Linked DNA regions of Mus musculus: region 1 is linked to region 2. The links are chromatin contacts, called in public promoter capture Hi-C maps. All regions are on one chromosome and are shown on one strand. Each heading gives the region's core, a stretch centred on a gene start, on an enhancer-like site or on the middle of the called end of the contact. The rest is flanking DNA. Distances are from core to core; before and after follow the strand shown.

What was found. Promoter capture Hi-C pulls out the DNA fragments that hold promoters and counts their contacts.
Region 1: a contact with region 2 is called in a promoter capture Hi-C map of the HPC-7 cell line. The contact joins the enhancer-like site here to the promoter of Cdh17 in region 2. A contact is called at or near these places in 4 of 39 promoter capture datasets (the C10 cell line, the HPC-7 cell line, cranial neural crest and 1 more) and 2 of 115 datasets of contacts at active chromatin or transcription factors (CD8 T cells and pancreatic cancer cells).

Annotation. Positions count from the first base shown.
Region 1 is chr4:11,988,111-11,992,383 of GRCm38.p6, reverse strand. All of the region lies in intron 4 of 1700123M08Rik (RIKEN cDNA 1700123M08 gene), which reads right to left. Among named protein-coding and RNA genes, the nearest start is that of Gm52722, 5.0 kb to the left of the region's middle. Within about 2 kb of position 1,648, at least 163 of the 459 cell types and tissues checked have an H3K27ac peak or open chromatin away from gene starts, as enhancers often do. A contact at or near this core is called in CD8 T cells, the HPC-7 cell line, neural stem cells and 1 more, where this site is marked.
Region 2 is chr4:11,754,878-11,759,584 of GRCm38.p6, reverse strand. It overlaps Cdh17 (cadherin 17), which reads right to left and starts at 1,428. Exons shown (of 18, transcript NM_019753.4): 1 at 1,304-1,428.

The DNA.
Region 1 (4,273 bases), core at 399-2,898, 230 kb before region 2:
CTCTTTCCTTTTGCTTGATTGTCTCCAAATTGGGTGCAACTCTTCTGCCTGTTGACTCTGACTTAGTTCTGAGCTTATACTATCCATTCTCTTGGTACTCTGGCCTTTGGCTGCACCACTGAGTCTCCTGGGTCTGGAACAGCAGTCTCCAACATCAGAAGACATGAACACATTACCATTCTGTCTCCTTGTACTTCAGGATAACCCTCATGCACTGGAGTAAACTAATGCCGCCTCCTGTCTAGCTAAGTTGCCTTTCCAACAAGTATCTAGGCAGACCAGGAACTCCCTTGAGACCCTTCTAGTCCCTGCTTCTCCATGATCCACAATCCGTATCTTAGAACTACAGACCTTTTGAAATTTGCATTCAGCATCTGGTTTGACTTTCTTCTTTTTCTTAGTCCCCTCTTTACCACTATCACCATGCTAAAGACACCCCATCCCTCAGACATTTGTACCTCTTGCACCAACCATCTCCATTCTCTGCTGTGCCCTTCCCCATTCTCTCTCTGGCTGGATAAGTGCTAGCAAGCATTTGAAATCCATCTTAAGTGTCACTTCATCAACATGTCCATCCCCAAAGTTATACAGCCCCAGTTATGCTCCATTCTGTATGAAAGAGTGTTCTCCATTGTGGCAGGAATGAATCTTTTCATGGCACCTATTTCTATCACTAGATAGAAGGCTTCACAGTTTCAGCTTTGGACCCCAGGGATCTAGCAAATAAGAGGAATTCGGGCCCTGAGTGCTGGAATTCTGAATATAAGTAGGAACATGAAGGTGTGGTAAAAAGATGCAAGGCACAAAGGAAACAGATTGAAGCTGTACTACATCCCCCAAGGCAGACTTCTCTTTAGATGTTGTCCTACTTAGGGTTTTACTGATATGATAAAATATGATGACCAAATGCAATTTGGGGAAGGAACGTGTCTATTGTATCACAGTCCATCACTGAGAGAAGTCAGGGCAGGAACCTAGAAGCAGAAAGTAAATAAAGCAGAGGCCATGAAGGAATGGGCCTTGCTGAGGCCCACCTGTCCAGGGATGGTGTCACCCTTACTGGGCTACTCCTCAGCAATCTAACCAATGTCCCACAGATTTGCCTCAAAGTCAGTCTAATGGATACATTTTCTCAACTGAGGTTCCTTCTTCTCAGATGACCCTGGGTTGTATCAAGTCAACAAAAACTAAGCAGCAGAGATGTCTTGTTTAGTAAACATGTTGTCTTTCCTAGCAACCATATACACTGTGGCCTTGTTTTCATAAAATTTATTTTTGTAAAAGTTCTTATCAGTTTCTAACTGGGCTTTGTTGTGTGACTTTTCCTCGTGAGAGGTCTGCAATGTTCATTCATTCCAGATACGGTGCCAATGAGTGATCAAAGAAAGGATTTTACCAAGGTCTATGTTGACCCAGTCAGTTTATTGGGGTTATCCACAGGGGTAGGGGTGGCACACAAGCAGCCACAGCATTGAAAAGATCACCCCAGCATGGGTGATGACTCAGGAAAAGTGTATCCCTGAGAGCCCCCTGCCCAACATGCTGCAGCTGCACTGAAAAAAAGAGTCTTACAGGCCTCCACCCAGCCCTCACCCCACCCCAGCAATATCAACTTGGGAAGGAGTCTCACAAATCTTGTAACTTTCCAAGCCTTCCGCGTCCTCTGAGCCACTCCCCATTTCCTCCAGGAAGGGAAGTTTCAATCTGGAGGAAACAGTTACACTGAAAGGCCTGAAGAGCCTTGCGTGATTTCATACTGGAGAAAGTTCCAGAACATACGTATTCTGCCTGGTACTTCTAGGTTCATTGATTCCCATGATATCAGTATCCATTGATGGCATGGTTTAATGTGAAATTAACATTTTAAACAGGATAGAAGTTCAAGAGAATATTCTCTGCTCTTTTTTTTCAATGATGACTAAACACACACTCAGGGTTTTGAAAGTCAAGCTCTGTAGCTCATACAGTGTGAAAACCATAGAGTAGTTAGTCATGTTTTGTAATGAAGCTTGGCAAAATCTAATGCGAAGATTAAAAGGGAAAACAGATTTATTTTTGGCAGTTGACAGTTTAGGCCTGGTGAGTTTCTTATCCTGACTCCTATTAAGCAAGAGGAGAAAACACCTAAATATAGGATCTTAAGAATGAAACTCCAGAGGGGATAACAAAAGTTGGTTTCATTATGTTAAAAGCAATGCAAAGACCAGAAAAGAAAGTGCTTGACACCATTAGACCGTACAGGCAGTTGGCCTTGATGTTTTGCTGCTGAGCAACTGGGGAAATGAGTTATTTCCACTGTGGCCCAAAGCTGCAGGTTTCTCCTATGACTCATCCATTAAAAAGCTTGGTATGAGGAAGGGCTTTGAAGCCTTGTGGCCTCTCTCTGTTAACCCATCGGTGTAAAGCCAGGCTGGACTTCAGCAGGAGTTTTGTGGGTCAGTTTTATTGGGACACTCTGAGGTTTGAGGTCAAGTGATTTCATCCTTCATTTTAAAAAATACATAATTGCAATTTTGTATGTACACATGGATAGCCACAACACCTTCAGACCAATTCTTATTCTCCATTCTGCAGGCTAATGTAAACATGACCACCTTAACTTTGGGGAACAGTGAACACAGACTTTTCTTTTTCTCCTCTGAGTTAAATGAAGAGATATATGCAAACTGCCTAGCTCAATGCCTCACACATACTCCTTGTTCCCACAGTAGCAGCTAATGAAGGTGTGCTGTTATTAGCATTAATGATATGCGTTGGGTAGATAGCTGGCTAGAAGTCAGAGACCCAGTATGCAAAGTGGCTCAATGAGTCTTTATGCAAAGACTTGGCTTATGCCATTGTAAACCTGTGTTTACTCACCTATTACTTAATCTACTTTCACTTCCTTCCAACTTTCTAACTTCAGCCCTTTTAACCCCGTGAACGTAGTGATCAACACAGGGGGTGCTCATAGCTCCATGCCCCAGGCTTCTTCATTGCTCCTGACATTGTCTTCAGCCAGAGCAGGTCTTATGTCTGGCCTTCTGTGAAGCAAGAAGAGCTCTGAAATGGTTGGCTCTGTGTGGCTGCATAAATGCTTTGCAAAGCCACAACCCAAAAGATGTTTGCTGCAATGTTTTCCAAATCCAGGGACAGCCTGACTAAAAAGTCTTTTAGTAAAAGCTTGTTCTCAGATAAAACTCAAATTTGTCTGAGTCAGTAACAAGAGATACTATTTCATTTTCAGTGAGAAAGATGGCAACTTTGTCCCATAAACCCGATGGAATTTAATCATTTCAACTTGGGAATAGAAAACTTTTACTTGAAAAAATAAAACTGCCCACACTAGCTTTAGATAAGGGGCAGACGATGAGGACAGTATAATTTCTGCCCCTTGCATCTAGATGGCTTGTTCCCCTTCAAAGCCTTCGTCAGACATTTTGCTAAGTCTTCCCACAACTGTGGCACAGGCAGGTGGGGCAGCTCCCAGAATACAGCCATTGCTTAAAGAAGAAAGCTGGTCTCCAGAGGTCATGTGACTCTTGCTTGGGTCAAACTAACTTATTATCTTATGCACACCACCAGACATGTGACTCCCATGCTCTCTAGGCTCCCACACACCTCCCAATCCTTGGGATATATCTGAACAGCAGCGACTCTGCCTTCTCCATTAGTTGCCTTGGAAGCTAGCAAAATATTTTGGCATTTTCATGTGATAAAAGTAAAAGAAGTTTACAAAAAAAAAATTGCAACTTCTCAAGAAGGGCTGCTTGCTAAAGGGTGAGGGGAGGGAAGACTCTATCAAGAGATTCTATATAACCCTCATCAGCTGAGCACTTTCAAGGGGGTTGTTCCATGATAAGCATTCCACTATGAAAAAGGTCCCTGGAAAGGGTCATGCCCAAATAAAAAGCACTACCTCTCAGAACATTTCATGGAGACATTTATTTGATTAAACGAATGCTACAAGAGATGCAGGTCTGTGAATCAGAAAAAAGGGCATCTTTGGCTCATGGCATAGATTGTATTCAGTCCTCTCTGCTGTTAGGAAATGTGTCATATGTGTTTCTTGCTTGGGCTGGGGAAGAAAGGACCTCCTGTGGAGGGTTCTGACTAAGGTCTCTTGAGACATTGAGTAGGCTTACCTACCACAGTGACAAGGAAATACAGACAGACAATGTTTGCCTAGATAACCACAGGGGTCCCATCTCGAAGACCAGAAATATCTTTTCCTTCTCCCAGGATGCCGCCGCTGAGCATGCCCAGAATTTCCTTTTGCTTCCAGCAGGTGCTA
Region 2 (4,707 bases), core at 179-2,678:
CACACATATAATCCTAACATGCAGGAGAATCATAAGCACAAGGCGGGTGTTTTTGTTTTTGTTTTTGTTTTCTTACAGAGCAAACAGTAACACCTCAGCTTGACCTGACTCAGTATCTGGACTTTCTCCTGAAAAAGAAAGCCAACCTTCACTGAGGGGCTACCATTACAGCAAGCACTTTACCTATGCATTTGTTCCTCATGGTCACCCACTTGGGCAGATTATCTGTTATCTAAATGAAAAAGATTAAGGTTCAGAGAACATAAGTGCACAGCCTCATGTGCTCTAGCCAATCAATGATGAAATGGGCCCAACCCAACTGACCAACCCCAAAGACTCATAAAATGCATGTCCCCCAGTTAACTGTAGACTCTCCAGAAAAGGAGTCCTTTTATTTCTTTAGAACACCTCAATGTTGACTGTTTTTCTTGTTATCCCAGTGTGCACTTTCTTCTTTTAAACAATGCCTTACTTGCTACTTACATTTTTATAGAAAAGTATGAAAGAAAGTATTGCCCAAACAGTTTGCTTGGTACACCCTACTACAGGGAGCATCTGTGTCATTTCTATAAAGTCACCTGTAATCAAAACACACTGGCAATGGCCAAAACTATGAAGATTCCCAGTGCGCATATGATATCTTGAGAATCCCTCATTAGCAGACAGTTCATCTGCTATGAAGGGAACCAGAAGCACCCCACCCCACCCCCACAGCAACTTCCCTTTCCCACCTGCAAGGTGGGACTGGTCTCCCTTTCGCTCTTCTTCTAGTGCTTTCTTTAAAAGTCTCCTTTCTCCTCTGTGCCAACCCTTCCACGTTCCAGACAGTGTTAAGAATCCAACACTGGATTTGTCTCCTCCAAAAAGTAGACTGAATGATCTCTAAAGACATGTGAGAGACACCACAACTTATGAGACTAGGATTCTAACTCCAATTCCTACAACATAGTTCTGGAAATGTTCTCAGACCAGTTTTAGATGCTGATCCCTAATGACAGGTGCTCACACTCATTTACACCTCAGAGAACCCAATGTTCCCTTAGTTCCACTCCAAGTTCAGTTCGACCAAAAGCCACTTTCATCCAGTGAGTGTCTGAAATACAGACTCATGAGAAATAACTATTAGAGAAAGGAACTGTGTCCTCCCCAAAAGCTAAGGACACCAGGGACAAGCACCTTTTGTAGCTGTACACACTTGGCCTCAAGGGATACATTTATCAGCCCTTCTTAAGCCATCCACCCATCATCTAAGTTATCATTCTTACAAACTTCTGGAAGAATACTGAGGACAATTCACCCTTACCTTTCAGTAAGTAAGAAATGCTGCTTAGAAGTTTTTGTCGTCCATTCAGCCGTGGAGACACTTGCTGTGGCTGAAGAACCCTAAGAGACACTTCCTCAACCTGTTCTGCTCCTCTAGCCTCTCCCTTCACCCACCCCCCCAGTCAAACATTAACCACAACATTTTTATTGATATCTGAGAGTCACTGGGTATCATAAAAGGTATCATTACATTCAGTCCAGGAAAGAAGTTACTTTATACCCATTCATACCAAACATGCTTTCAAACTGGTTGCTGAGTTGTTGGTGGTGGTGGTGTTGTTTTAAATATATGAATAAGTTAGGAGTTAAGAAGTTTAAATGAGGAAGTTGAGTGTGTATCCAACTATCTCTGGAGTGTGAGCTCTGTGGCATCAAAGAGGGTTGCTAACATTTTACACAATCACTTATTGTAGTGTCTGCAAAGGAGACTGTCAACAAGTATGCGTATAGGTTCTGTACAAGTCCAAACTACAAGGCACCAAGTTTGCTGACAGTGTCACCCACTGACAGACACTGACAAGTGATTTTGTAGATGGCCCAGATGCCATGCTGAAAGACACAGTGGCTGTTCCAACTTCTGAAAGACACGGTAACCCAACAAACACAGTTCTGTTCTGTTTTGTTTTGTTTTGTTTTGTTTTGTTTTGTTTTGTTTTGTTTTGAAGCTACTGCCACAGACATCTTAAGCCAAGGCGTCTTTCTGACTGATGGCTAAGTCCCACTCTTCAGTGCCTCCAGGAAACCATCTTGAAAATGTGAAGTGATACCAGGCAGAGGTCACATAGGTCAAAGTTTACCCTGTTTCTGGGGACCTTCTGAAGTGTGTCTGGATGTCTCCTGAACTGCTGTTTCCCTTCCCTTCCATTGCTGGCTTCAGAGCACTCTTAATGGGAGCTCCCTCCCTCTAAGATCTCCTGAACAGCTTTCCTGGGTGCTCTAACAGTGGAACTGCCCTCCCTCCTCAGTCTCACGGCTAAGCTCACTGTGTTTAGAGAAGTAAGATTAACTCGGCCAAGAACTTCTCAAATTTTGACCATCTCTGCTTTCCCATCTGCTAGACAAAATGACCTTGGGACACAAAATCAAATAGCTTCATCCTGCCTGATGATTCACTTCCTGGAATCAATCAATTGCATCTCTCCTCACAGAACTTCTCTGGAAGGAGTTGGCTTCTTGCCTAGTAGTCTTTTAATAATGTGTGTAAAATATAATTTTTAAGTCTACAAAGTTTTTGTGTGTGTTGGGGGGTGTTTTTGCTTTTGTTTTGCTTTAGGAAAAGCAGATTCATAGACGGGTAAATTTATAGATTGCTGTTGTTTTCAGTAATAATACCATGCCACCAGGGCCATGGCACATGGGCATATAAGTTAAAGGTATCTCTTCAGCTAGTCTTCTCAAGTCTATGAATAGATTCCAGCTTAGACACAGGAAACAGAGTAAGGAGAGATTTTCTATCTGGTGGAGTCACTCAGCCTGTGACAATACAGTCTATCCTACCAGGCCTATCTGATTTACAACAAAGACAGCATTCAGACCTGGATTATGTTCTTCCTGTTCCTGTGACTAATAAGAGTAAAAATCCCCCCATGGGTCCATTCTTATCAGGAGATGACCACGATCCTGCTTGTGTCCCTAGTTCTGCTACTTTTGTTCTTGACTTCGAACTCATAATTGGTTAAACCCTGAGAAGTCCCAAGCCAGCCAACCATGTTGCATGCGATTGAGTTTCTGAATTGTTGTTTCCTGTCTTCTCTGGAGTAAGAGGGTCACATGGTTCTGAGAGAAGCATTACTAGCATCAAACCAGTATCCTCCCAGACTCACTCCAAAGACAGACGATTCCTGTTAACATGGGTCAGGGTAGATACCGCTGAGTTTTAGAAATTAATTTGCATGCAGTGACAACAGGAGTTTAACACCTTCTTGGTAATAACAGGATAATAACAGGAATAAGGATAATATAGGTAATAAAACTAGTGATTTCCCCTTTGAAAGCAGAGGACATAGGATTTTTATGACAAGAACAATTGAATAAGGGGCAGTCAGTGCTGAGCTGTACCTGTAAGCTGTACCTGTTAGCATGAGAATGAGAGGTTTGGTCTCTGGTGCCCACGTAAAAAAAAACAGCACGGACTCATAACCCCAGAACTGAGAAAGTAGAGACAGAAACATCTCTAGAGTTTGCTGGACAACCAGTCTTGCCTAACTAGTTAGTTCCTTAGTCCCAGTTGGGAGACCCTATGTCAAACAGACAAGCTCCTGGGGTATGCACATGCATGCATATCCGCACAAACCTAAGCATGCACACACATATGAAACATTAGTATTCATATAAAAGAGTTTAATTGTAGTTACCCTATAAAGGGGATACGTTCCTCCCATATGCCACAGGTTGACAAAACAAAAAGCCCACTGTCACGTGTAGGATAAATTGTTGGTTAGGGGTGTTCTAGAGACTCCCCAAATAATATAGCCTATGTCTATTACTCTTAGTTGCCCACCAGAACTTTAGGCTAAGACCCTCTTAACTGAAGACTCCACTACATGGAGGAAATCAAGTTGTTACTGACCAGGAAGCTTTCTGTCTGTTAATTAGCTTTCATGGTACCCAAAGATGCTATGCAGGCTTCTGGGGTAGAAAAATCACCAAGGGTCTCACCAGATGTGAACCCTGAGAGCTACAATAACAAATATCATGTCAAGATGTGCTCATGGGTACAATAGTGGCACAAATGTCATGCAAGTAACCAACTGTGATCCAATTATATTTAAATTCTGTTCCACAGAAGGAAACACATAACTGATACTGTGAATCAGACCAAGAGCCCAAGGTTGGGAAACTCATAGAGTCAGAGGCAAATCTACTACTACTATTTTTATCTCATCTCTTTACCCATAAACTTTTATCTCTTTACCCATAGATCAGTGCAGCTCTTAGGCCTCATCAGGGTTTATTATAGTAGACAGAGGCTAACACGGAAATTAACAACTGGTCAAAGCACAAAGACTAAATGTAGAATTCTCAGCCACAATAGGTAATCTGTATCACTACCCCATCCTATGACCCCATTCCTAAGGCTCAGGGACCGTAGTGGGAAGGAGGTGGAAAGACTATAAGAGCCAGAGATATGAAGCGAACACTGCTGCACTCACAAAATCACAGCCCCAGTGGTCGTCTACACAGGATCAAGCCAGGCAACATACCAGCTCAGAGGGGGAGTGGCCTAAGGGCCCCAACTCTAATCTAGAACTTGTGGACAGTTATGGTTTCTAGAGAAGGAAGAGTCTCTTTCAGAGTGTGGTCCTTGGTAGGTTGCCAACACTCCAGTGGATGACCCTACATCCATGAATATTTGAGCAACACAAACAGGACTCAGCAGATTAT